2 separate regions of the Sus scrofa genome follow, and region 1 is linked to region 2. Evidence: chromatin contacts called from public Hi-C data. All regions are on one chromosome and are shown on one strand. The core of a region is the stretch at or near the end of the contact, and the rest is flanking DNA. Distances in the headings are between cores, read along the strand shown.

Region 1 (5,968 bases), core at 1,603-4,102, 150 kb before region 2:
GAGAGGAGATCTCCCTTTGCTGCCGAAAGGGGGACCCCTCCCAGGGCTTGAGAATGGGTTCTTGCCTAACACTCGGGAATGAATTGTCAGAGGAGACACACATGCTAACAAAGCAGAAGACTTTGTTGGGGAGTTCCCGTTGTGGCTCGGTGGTATCGAACTCCACTAGAATCCACAAGGATGCAAGTTCAATCTCTGGCCTTGCTCAGTGAGTTAAGGATCTAGCATTGCTGTGACTGTGGTGTAGGCTGGCAGCTACAGTTCCGATTTGACTCCTAGCCTGGGAACTTCCATATGCTGCGGGTGCAGCCCTAAAAAGACAAAGAAAAAAAGACTTTGTTGGGAAGGAGTGCCCAGCTGGGGAGAAGCTGGGTGAGGGAACCAAGGATCCCGGGAAGTTGGTTGTCTCCTCCCTCCTATTGGCTCCTCCCAAATCCTCCCAGCTCATCTTCTGGGCAGCATGATGCTCCTTATCAGGGTCTCCTGTTGTGAGAAAACTCATGCCTGGCCAAGGTGGGAAGTTTCTGTCAATGGTTCTCTGATAGTTTGATTTAATTTTTAAGATAGGAGGAAAATAATGTGTTTATAAACTGTGAAGAATAAGTCATTAGAGAATGGGAAATGGGAGTTCCCGTTGTGGCTCAGTGGTTAATGAATCCGACTAGGAACCATGAGGTTGCAGGTTCGGTCCCTGGCTTTGCCCAGTAGGTTAAGGATCTGGGATTGCTGTGAGCTGTGGTGTGGGTTGCAGACGCAGCTCGGATCCCTCGTTGCTGTGGCTCTGGCGTAGGCCGGTGGCTACAGCTCCGATTGGACCCCTAACCTGGGAACCTCCATATGCCCCGGGAGCAGCCCTAGAAAAAGCAAAAAGACAAAAAAAAAAAAAAAAAAAAAAAGTTCCCAGGCCAGGGATTTAACCTGTACTACAGCAGGGACTGGAGCCACAGCAGTGACAATGCTGGATCCTGAATCCACTGAGCCATCAGAGAGCTCCAGTTGTTTTTTTTGTTTGTTTGTTATTGTTGTTGTTGTTTGCCCCTGCTCCCCTACTCAAGCACACTCCTTCTACAATTGTTTGATATCTCTCTCACACATCTTCCATTTCCCCTTCTCTCTCTCTTTCTCTTTTTTTTTTTTTTTGTCTTTTTGTCTTTTCTAGGGCCGCTCCTGCGGCATATGGAGGTTCCCAGACTAGGGGTTGAATCGGAGCTGTAGCTGCCAGCCTACACCACAGCCACAGCAATGCCAGATCTGAGCCTAATCTGCGACTTACACCATAGCTCACAGCAACGCCGGATCCTTAACCCACTGGGCAAGGCCAGGGATCGAACCCTCAACCTCATGGTTCCTAGTTGGATTCATTAACCACTTCGCCACGATGGGACCTCTCCTGGCCTGGGAACTTTTGCATCCCACAGTGTGCAGCCAAAAAAAAAAAAAAAGCAGGGGATGGGGTAGGGGGAAGTGGGGATGCTGGTGCTGAGGTTGATTCGGTGGTGAGAGAATGTAGAGGTTCTCTTCTGATTTTTTTTTAAGGACTGCACCTGCTGCATATGGAAGTTCGCAGGCTAGGGGTCGAATCGGAGCTGTAGCTCCGCCACAGCCACAGCAACACAGGATCCAAGCCGGGTCTGCTACATACACAGCAGCTCAAGGCAATGCTGGATTTTTTTTTTTTTTTTTTTCTTTTTAGGGCCACGCTCGCGGCACATGGAGGTTCCCAGGCTGGAGGTCTAATTGGAGCTGTAGCCGCTGGCCTACACTAGAGCCACAGCAACTCCAGATCCGAGCCAAGTCTGCGGCCTACACCACAGCTCACAGCAATGCCGGATCCTTGACCCACTGAGCAAGGCCAGGGATCGAACCCCCAACCTCATGGCTCCTAGTCGGATTCGTTTCTGCTGCGCCACAACGGGAACTCCAAATTGTAACTTTTTTTTTTTTTTCTTTTTAGGTGGATTTTTAACCCACTGAGTGGGGCCAGGGATTGAGCCTGCATCGCGTGGACACCAGTCAGGTTCGTTACCGCTGAGCCACAATAGAAACTCTTGATTGCTTTTCTAATGAAATAAGCCACAAGATTACCAATTGAGAGTGAGGACAGAGAGGAGGCTTTGGAGGTTTGAGAAGGCAGAGGGTGTGAAATAGTCAGCTAAGAGTAGGAGAACAAACAGGCTAGGGAAATGGCTCAAATATAGTGAAACTAGCCAGTATGGTTGTGTCTTCTTCTCAACCATGTTGAGCCTGAGATTTGGATTTGAGCAGGAGTGCATTCAGGCAAGACCTATAGAGGGGAAAGGGGGCAAGAAAGTAACGATAAAAATGAGACCATGGGAGTTCCCATCGTGGCGCAGTGGAAACGAATCCGACTTGGAACCACAAGGTTGCGGGTTTGATCCCTGGCCACCCTCAATGGGTTAAGGATCTGGCGTTGCCGTGAGCTGTGGTGTAGGTCGAAGACATGGCTTGGATCTGGTGTTGCTGTGGCTGTGGTGTAGGCTGGCAGCTACAGCTCCAATGGGACCCTTAGCCTGGGAAACTCCATATGCTGCGTTCGGGGCCCTAACAAGACAAAAGACAAAAAAAAAAAAAAAAAAAAGAAATAGCAGGGAGTGGAAATGCAGTGCCCTGGGAGTTAACAGACAGGACAAACCTGAGCTGGGGAACCAGCTCTGGAGTCTGGCCTTTGATGGGAGTGAAGGGGGAGGGAACCACACAGGATGAGAGCCTCCGCATTCTTCAGAAACTGACAATTTGGTGAGAAACAAAAATAACTCTGAGCGTGGGAGTGAGAACTAGATTCCGTCCTGCTTCTGTCTCTGGCTGGCTGTGTGACCTTGTGTGACTCTGTTGTCCTCTCTGAGCCTGGGGGCTACTCTGCCTGGGTGATTCCCCTGCCTTCCCCTGTACAGGCGTCCTCTGAGGCTGCATGGAGTTCTAAGCAGAAGGTACTGGATGCGGGTCTGCTGTGACTGCAGTGGGAGACAGAGAAACTCCAGGCCTCATTCTTCATCTCTGATGAACCATATTAAGGGCAGACAGCCCTGTTCCCTCCTTGCTTCTCTGACTGAGGTCACCCCAAGATATCCCAGACTCCCTCCAAGCTCTCCAGGACGCTGTGGCTCACCTTGGGATAGGGACCCAGTCCACCTACCCCAAGTCATTTTCAACAGGATCTCTTCCAGACAGAAGGTGATTTCCTGGATGGATGAGCAATCAGAACTCACTCAAGCCTGGGCTACTTTAGGGTTTGGGCGTCACCCCAGAAAACGGAAAACTGCTTTAGGCCGTAGCAATCCGGCACTTCCTTGATTGCCCTGGAGATGAGAGCCCCACCCTGCCCTGCACAGCTGCTCTGGAGACAAAGCGGGAGGCTCTGGATCTTGTCCAAACACCCAGTCCCAAGGCCTCCCTGGCTCTCTACCACCTGTCATTGCTGCCTCTTTCTTCCCCGTGCTCAGCCTCCCTTCTTGCGGTTACAAATAAATATTGGCAAGTAGGAAAATTGGCCAGCGCAGAATTTGCAATTAATGAGGATCAACTGTGTTGTCCTAGGGGATCCTGGAGGAACCTCTGACTCAGCCTGGAAGAGTCAGGGATGATCCCCAAGGGGATGAGACTTTGACTATGACCTGAGATAAAGAAAGATCTACACGGGGGTGGGGGAAGCGGGGGGAGGGGGGAACTTCCTGTGATCAAATAAATCATACAGTTTGTCAAAGAGTGATTTCTTTCCTATTCCTAGGTATTTTGTTGCTCTCATAAGTGTGACTTTCTCTTTCACCCTATCTTCTAACACAGCCCTGGACAATAGAACTTTCTGCAGGGATGAATATGTACTATAATTACATGACTATGGTAGCCACTAAGCCTGCATGGCTATTGAGAACCTAAAATGTGACCAGTAGGATTGAGATACTGAATTTTTTGTGTGTGTGTCCTTTTAGGGCTGAACCCACGGCATATGGAAGTTCCCAAGCCAGGGGTCCAGTCGGAGCTGCAGCTGCCGTCCTATACCACAGCCACAGCAACACTGGATCCCTAACCCACTGAGCAGGGCCGGGGATCAAACCTGTGTCTTCATGGATACTAGTCACGTTCGTCACCGCTGAGCTACAATGGAAACTCCTGAATTTTGTTTTATTTAATTTTAATTATTTTACCCTTCAATTCAAATAGCCACATCTGGCGGTGGTTATTATGTCAAACTATGCAGTTTAACTGTCTTCAGTTGGTATAGTTAAAGGGTATTGATTTTTGTATGTTAATTTTATTTTTATTTTATTTTTATTTTAGGGCCACACCCACAGCATAGGGAGGTTCCCAGGCTAGGGATCCAATTGGAGCTGCAGCTGCTAGCCTACAACACAGCCACAGCAAAGCCAGATCCAAGTCGCGTCTGTGACCTACACCACAGCTCACGGCAACACCGGATCTTTAACCCACTGAGTTAAGGGATCAAATCCACATCCTCATGGATCCTAGCTGGGTTTGTTACCACTGAGCCACAAGGGGAACTCCTGCATAATAATTTTATACTGCCTTTCCTTACTTTATTTTTAAATTTTTTTTAAATTGTTATTTCCCCCAACACCTTACTGACTTTTTTGGTCAATGGCAGTTTTTCAGTTGATTCACTTGGGTTCTCTTGGAATACAAACATATGCTTGACAAAGAAAGATAATTTTACTTACTCCTTTCCAATTTTTATTTCTTTTTTTATCTTATTGCATTGGCTCATATCACCAATGACAGGTTATACAGTAATAGTGGTGATAGTGTGTATCTTTTTTCCTGATCTAGTGGAATTTCTAAGTGTGATTTCTTCTTCTTTTATGTGAAAATGAGATAAACAGGTGACAAGTGAACTGTTCCCCAAGCTTGCTCCTCCTCCAGTGCTCCCTCTATTATCAATTGAAGCACTACTCTGTTTCCTAAATTAGAAATCGAGGCATCACCTTCATTTCTCCCTCCCTCTCCCTCTCTCACCCTTTCTCTGTCAATTATCCAGGCCCGTCAGCTGCCAAATCTGTCTTCTTCTATCCATTTCCACTGCCAGCACCTCTGGTACTTTTCATTACTCAGGAACATTGCAAGAGCAACCTCTTCATTAATCATCCTGCTTTCACTTCCACTTCCTTCCATCTTTCTCCACAAAGCAGATGATACAGTCTTTCTCAACTCTTGATCTATCATGTGGCTCCTCTGCTTAAACTTGTCAGTGGTTTGTGTCTGCTCTTAGGATAAAGACCAAAATGCTTCACACGGCTCAGGAAACCCTGGGCTATCTGCCTCGGCCTATGCCTTTTTAAACATGTAAATCACTTTTCTGTTTAAACCTCTTCAATGGCTCTTGGCTGCTTTCAAAATAAAATCAACAAAATAAAATTGAAACTCTCACTGTGGGTTGCAAGGCCTGTATACCTCTCCAAACCCATCTCACACCACCTGCCTTCTCCTTCACTACTCTGGCTGCCCTGTTTCCTTCTGGTACTTCAAATACGTTAGGCTCTTTCCTATCTTTTTTTTTTTTTTTAAGGGCTGAAAGCAAGACTTATGGAGGCTCCCAGGCTAGGGCCAAATTGGAGCTGCAGTCGAGGGCGTATGCCACAGCCACAGCAATGCGGGATCTGGATTCTGAACCTACTGTGCCATTACCTTGGAATTTTTTATGCTGTCTCTTCTATCTGCAGTGCTTTCCCCGAGCCTCTTCAAATGTCTGGCTGTGGAGTTCCCGTTGTGGCTCAGCAGAAATGAATCTGACTAGCATCCATGAGGATGCAGGTTTGATCCCTGGCCTTGCTCAGTGGGTTAAGGATCCAGCATTGCCGTGAACTGTGGTATGGGTCGCAGACTCAGCTCCGATCTGGTGTTGCTGTGGTTGTGTCGTAGGCCAGCAGCTATAGTTCTGATTCTACCCCTAGCTTGGGAACCTCCATATGCCATTGGTGCAGCCCCAAAAAGCAAA
Region 2 (5,898 bases), core at 2,328-4,827:
GAAGACTTGTATTAAGTTCCTCTCTTTTACTCAGCTTGCCTGAGTGCTTTTTCTTCTGTGCAACCAAGACTCTTGGCTAGGAGTTCCCCCCATGACGCAGTGGTAATGAATCCGACTAGGAACCATGAGGTTTTGGGTTCAATCCCTAGCCTCACTCAGTGGGTTAAGGATCTGGCATTGCTGTGAGCTGTGGTGTAGGTCGCAGATGTGCTCGGATCTGGCATTGCTGTGGCTGTGGCGCAGACCTGCAGCTATAGCTCCAATTGGACCCCTAGCCTGGGAACCTCCATATGCTGAAGGTGCAGCCCTAAAAAGACAAAAAGACAAAAAAAATACAAATAAAAAAGAGTCTTGGCTAACGAGATCCTCATTGATGTCACCATCCTAATTTCAGTAAACATTTCCACAACTCCTACCCTGCCCCAGGGTTTGTTCTGAGAACTTTACATGTAATAACTTGTTAAGTCCTCATTGCACTTCTGTCTTCATTTTCAGATGAGGAAACTAAGGCACAGAGAGGGTAAGTAACTTGCCATGGTCACACAGCTAGGAGGTGGTGGAGCTGGAATTCATACCTAGACAGAGCCCATGGCCGACACTGCAGCTTTATTATATTTTGCTGAGCTGACGTTTTATATTCGTTTTGTTTTTGGCTGCACCCATGGCATGAGAGAGGTCCTGGGCCAGGGATCAAACCTGCGCCACAGCAGCGACCTGAGCAACTGCAGTGATAATGCCAGAAGCATAACCTTCTGAGCCCCATGGGAACTCTAACTGCAGTTTGTATTTTCATACATCTTTGACCCATTCTCCTGGAAAATGTAGTTCTAAATGCCAAACACCATGAGGAGCCCTTCTCCTGACATGAGGCTGCGGTGCTGAGAGACCCTGCAGGTCCTGCCTCTCCCTTTGCCGGGCCTGGCCAAGAAAGCGCGGGAAGGAGTTGCAGGGCCGGGCACAGGGCTTGGCGGCAAAGCTGCTTGGGCGCGGGAGGCCAGAGCCTCGCCCTGCACCTGGCAGGCAGCCCAGCCCCGCCGTTGAGAAAATACCTGGAACAAAGGAGTCCTCCCGCCACCACGGGCCGCCGCTCCTGTGCCTGCAGCGCCTCGGCTGAGGAATCTGACCTCCCAGCCAGGCCAGGTCTGGTCCTTACAGGTCCTCAGGAGGCCACAGAGGGACCTCGATGGCCAGCCTGGAGCACCTTCCTGGCTGCCTGGGGTGGGCCTTGCAGAGGGAGGCCTTCTTCTCACCCTGTTTCCACCCAGGGGCTCTGCGGGGCTGGCTTCCTGTTCCAGCCACCTTCCCCAAGGTGTCCAGGGCAGGTGGCTTCACCGCTCCAGGGCCTGGCATCCCTTCAACCAGGGGGTCCCCTCTCACAGCAATGGCTGCTCAGAGGTGCAGGCAGAGGGATGTGAGTCTGAGGTGAAGAACCAGGGTCCCCACAGAGGAAATCGGGCCTGGTCACCAACAGCCATGTGGGGGAGTAAATCTGGACTTAGGAGCCCAAGTGAGTGAATAGTGGGAAAGACTCTGGACCCCAAGGGCAGTGGTGTGGTTTTTGTCAGATGTATCTTTTCTTTTTGCTTTTTTTTTAGGGCTGCACCCGCAGCACATAGAGGTTCCCAGGCTAGGGGTCGAATCGGAGCTACAGCTGCCAGCATACACCACAGCCACAACACAGGATCCGAGCTGCGTCTGCTACCTACACCACAGCTCATGGCATCGCCGGATCCTTAACCCACTGAGCAAGGCCAGGGATCACACCTGCAACCTCTTGGTTCCTAGTCGAATTCGTTTCTGCTGCACCACGACGGAAACTCCCTTGTTGGGTGTATCTTGAGCAAAGCACTAGAAGTTCCTTAGAGGGAGGGAGGTCCGGCCCTTGAGGGGTCAGCCAGCCTATAACCCATTCCTTCCTCCTTCCTTCCCTCCTGCTGTGAGCAGGACTTTGGGAGCATAGATTTGGGCAAGGGACCACCTCACTGCTGCTCTTTCTATTCAGATGGGGCCTGGCCCAGAGCCCCAGGCCAGCATCAAGACTTGCCCCAAGCATGTGCTCTAGTGACTGCTGCCATCAGGGCCACTGCCAGCCCATGTGGTGCTTATGATGATTCAGAAAAAGAAGCTGCTTCCTCCAGGTGGACACAGCTCCCTCCTGGGCCCCCAGCAGTGCTGAGTGGAGCAGGGCAAGGAGCTGGACTTCAACCCCTACTTGCATCTCATTTGTGTGAGCCTGTGCAGACCCAGCCTGCACTGTCTTATTCAGGGACAACGCCTCTGAGGCTCATTCCTGAACCATGACCCCAGACCAAACCGTCTTCCCCTGACCTGAATATGCCCCTGGCTGGGCAAAAGGAGATCATTCCAGAGGTGGTCCCTCTTTGCTGGTCCAGCCAACTTTAGACAGCAGGGCAAGAACTCAGGAGGGGTCCCCTAGAAAAAGTTCCCAACGCCCTTAGTAGGAGCCTTCTTCCCAGGCAGCACCCTCTGGCCCTGGAGCAGCTCCTGGATGAAGGAGCTCCCAGCTCTGTCGGTAGCCTTGAGGCTATTCTGGGGGCAGGAGATGCGCTGACCTCCAGTCTGTGAGTCTGGGTGGAAGAGCAGGCAGAGGTGGCACCGAGGTGGCACCCTCAGGCCTGGCTTCCAGGCCCCTGAGCTCCCTGCCCAGGGTGCAGACCAGGGAGCTGTGGGCTCAGGGTTTCTCCTCATTCTAGTCCCTGTCATTCACCATAGGCCCAGGGCATGGCTCCCTGTACCCACAACAGGGCCAGCTCAGAGTGTGATCTGCACAAATGGATGAGCGAAAGAATCATACAGAGGAAGAGGCCTTCCTGAAGCAGGTGGGGCTGCCAGGGCCTGAGGTCCCAGGACCCTCGCCCCGGCCCTCACTCCCTCGGGACTTTGAGCCTCCCCTCCCCTTCTACACAATAGGCAAAAATGACGCCTGCCTCCCTTGGTTGCCAGACAACTTCCTACTAATAATAAATATAGCAACAGCAATAATAATAAGGCCGCCACTTCTCCAGAACTTTCTCTGTGTTCAGCACTTCCCAGGAATCCTCACAAGGTGATATGAGGGAGGTGCTCTCCCCATCTTAAAAAGAGATTGATCAGTTCCCTTCAGGGCTCAGCAGTTAATGAACCTGACTAGGATCCATGAGGGTGTGGGTTCGATCCCTGGCCTCGCTCAGTGGGTTAAGGATCCGATGTTGCCGTGAGCTGTGGTGTAGGTCAGTTGTGGCTCAGATCCTGTGTTGCTATGGCTCTGGTGCAGGCTGGCAGCTGTAGCTCCAATTTGACCCCTAGCCTGGGAATCTCCATCTGCCACGGATGTGGCCCTGAAAAAAGAGCTTGGTGATGCCTCGGTGATGATGAGCCTTGCTCAGGAAAGGCAGCTGGATCCCTTGTGTGCAGGGCAGCGGGGGTTGTGTGGGACTGCAGGTGCCTGTGGAGCTCACAGCTGGGGAAGGAGCCTGGACCATGATCTAGAATCCATGCCCACCATGACTCCTTGCAGGTGCTGAGGGTCACCTGAGTCCAGGGTCAAGGTCAAAGCTCCTGGGAGGCTGGAGTCCTGGGCTCTGGCCCCACTTCTGCTTATGATCAGCTCTGCCACCTGTGTGGGTCACTATCCCTCCCTGACCTCAGTTTGTCCTGTTGTAAAGTGAGAAACAGGAATCTCTTCACAAAGAAAGACTAAGAGGAAGTTCAGGAAGGCATGGGGCGTGGGTGTGACTGTCTGGCTTCTCTCTGCCCCCTGGTGGACACCAGCAGCTTAGCACCCAGGGGAAACCGACAGCCAGAAAAGATTAACTCCCAGGGACTAGCTATGAGACTTCTGCCAAGGATCCTATCCTTTGGGGCCCCAGTCTCCATCTGTTAAGTGGAGACAATAATAGTACAACTGCATCAGGATGTTGTGAAGATTAAGTGTAACAGTGAGTATAAAACACATGCTATTGAGCTACACACAGATGTGCCCAATACCTGCCAATCATTATCATAACCCCTTCTCCTCCATCTCCCTGATCTACCAGTCACAAGCCCTGCTGACTCCCCCTCCTCTTGCATCCCCTCCACCTCCTAGACCAGGCCTTGTCATATGGATTTCTCCAAAAGCCTCACCCCGCCCCCATCCCACAGCCTCCTGCACCTCCCCTGTGACACAGTCTGCCCACGCCCCAAGGCCAGACCTGAAAATGCCTCATGCCAGAGAGCTGTCCAAACCCCTGAGCCAGGCTTGGGGGTGGGTGGGGGGAACCCTGCCCACCTCTGCAGCCTCAGTCAGCCTGCACCTTTCTGCTCCCTGTATTCTGACCACACTCAGCACCCACCATCCCTCCATTTAGGCCCTGGGGTCCTGCCTCCCAGATGAGTTCATTGAAAGGTTCCTTAAACTGTCCTTGCTTCCTTCGCCCTTCCCCACCTCTGCTGTAGCCCCAAACCCTCCTTAGGTCTCTGTTTTCTCATCTGCCAAATGGAACTATGGTGATGAGGATGCAAAGAGGGAATATACAGAAGTACGTGGCCCCCAGTAGCCACCAGACAGAAGCCAGGTGCCTACAACTGGGAAGGAGGGTTCCAACATCTGTGCAATCGGGGAGTCATGCCTGGGTGGGGCGGGGGCAGAGGCATGCAGTGCGGCAAGAGCCCCCAGACCCCGCCACAGCCCACCCAGCAGGGGGACCCTCTGAGCAGGTAAGCACGGCCTGGGCTTCCAGGTGGAGCACAGAGCCTGGGTGGCCCCTTCGTGGGACCCTGCTCACCATCTCACTGTAGGACCAAATGGAGAACTGTCCCTCTGGCTTGGTGGCCCCAGGGAGCAGCACTGGGGCTGAAGCACTAATGACCCTGACCCTGATTTAAGAGGAGGGAGGCACCTGGCAGGAGGCAGACCCCTTCTGACCCTCTGTCAGGTCTGGGGCCAGGGCAGTGGACCAGAGACCTAGAACCTGTATGGAAAGGAGGGCAGCCGTGATGGGGAGGCCCTCAGTGGTCCTCCAGGCCCCTTGGGGAAACCGAGGCTGTGATTGGGGAAAAGACGCTCCTTAGGGTTAGATGGAGCTTTCACTAATTCAACATATTTTTATTCTATTTAGTATTTTGGTTAAGCAATATATTTACAACTTCCAAGAAACTATATATAGAATGATATACTTTAAAAGGCTCCCCTGGAGTTCCCGCTGTGGAAACAGAAACAGACTCACAGACGTGGAGAACAGACTTGTGCTTGCCAAGGGGGAGGGGGGAAGTAGTGGGATGGACTGGGAGTTTGCGGTTAGTAGATGAAAACAATTATGTGTAGAATGTGTGTGTATATGTGTAACTGAATCACCTTGCAGCACAGCAGAAATGATCATAACATTGGAAATCAACTATACTTCAATAAAACTTTAAAAAATTTTTAAAATGATGTTTAGAATGGATAAACAGGAGTTTCTTTCATGGCTAAGTGGAAACGAATCTGACTAGGATCCATGAGGACGCAGGTTCAATCCCTGGCCTCGATCAGTGGGTTAAGTGGCGTTAAGTGGGCATTGCTGTGAGCTGTGGTGCATGTCACAGCTGCAGCTCGGATTTGGCGTTGTTATGGCTGTGGCATAGGCCAGCAGTTAGAGCACCGATTCGACCCCTAGCCTGGGAAACTCCATATGTTACAGGTGCAACCATAAAAAAAAAAAAAAAAAAAAAACCCAAAAAACGTTAGACTGGATAAGCAATGAGGTCCTGCTGTACAGCACAGAGACCTATATCCAGTGTCTTGGGATAGACCGTGATGGAAGATAATGGGAGAAAGGGAATATACACATATATATAAAACTGGGTCACTTCGCTGTACATCAGAAATTCGCACAACATGGTAAACCAACTATAGTCTAATTAAAAATTAAAAAAACA

What was found. Hi-C and Micro-C count contacts between places; a contact is called where the count stands out from the background.
Region 1: a Hi-C map of omental adipose tissue shows a contact between it and region 2, with 2.9 times the contacts expected there. The contact joins two enhancer-like sites. A contact is called at or near these places in 27 of 47 Hi-C or Micro-C datasets (adipose tissue, alveolar macrophages, blood and 14 more) and 1 of 2 datasets of contacts at active chromatin or transcription factors (alveolar macrophages).

What each region holds. Positions count from the first base shown.
Region 1 is chr6:95,757,350-95,763,317 of Sscrofa11.1, reverse strand. No RefSeq gene overlaps it. Among named protein-coding and RNA genes, the nearest start is that of MFSD2A, 21 kb to the right of the region's middle. Within about 2 kb of position 2,852, at least 29 of the 83 cell types and tissues checked have an H3K27ac peak or open chromatin away from gene starts, as enhancers often do. A contact at or near this core is called in omental adipose tissue and retroperitoneal adipose tissue, where this site is marked.
Region 2 is chr6:95,612,375-95,618,272 of Sscrofa11.1, reverse strand. No RefSeq gene overlaps it. Among named protein-coding and RNA genes, the nearest start is that of BMP8B, 16 kb to the right of the region's middle. Within about 2 kb of position 3,577, at least 9 of the 83 cell types and tissues checked have an H3K27ac peak or open chromatin away from gene starts, as enhancers often do. A contact at or near this core is called in omental adipose tissue and retroperitoneal adipose tissue, where this site is marked.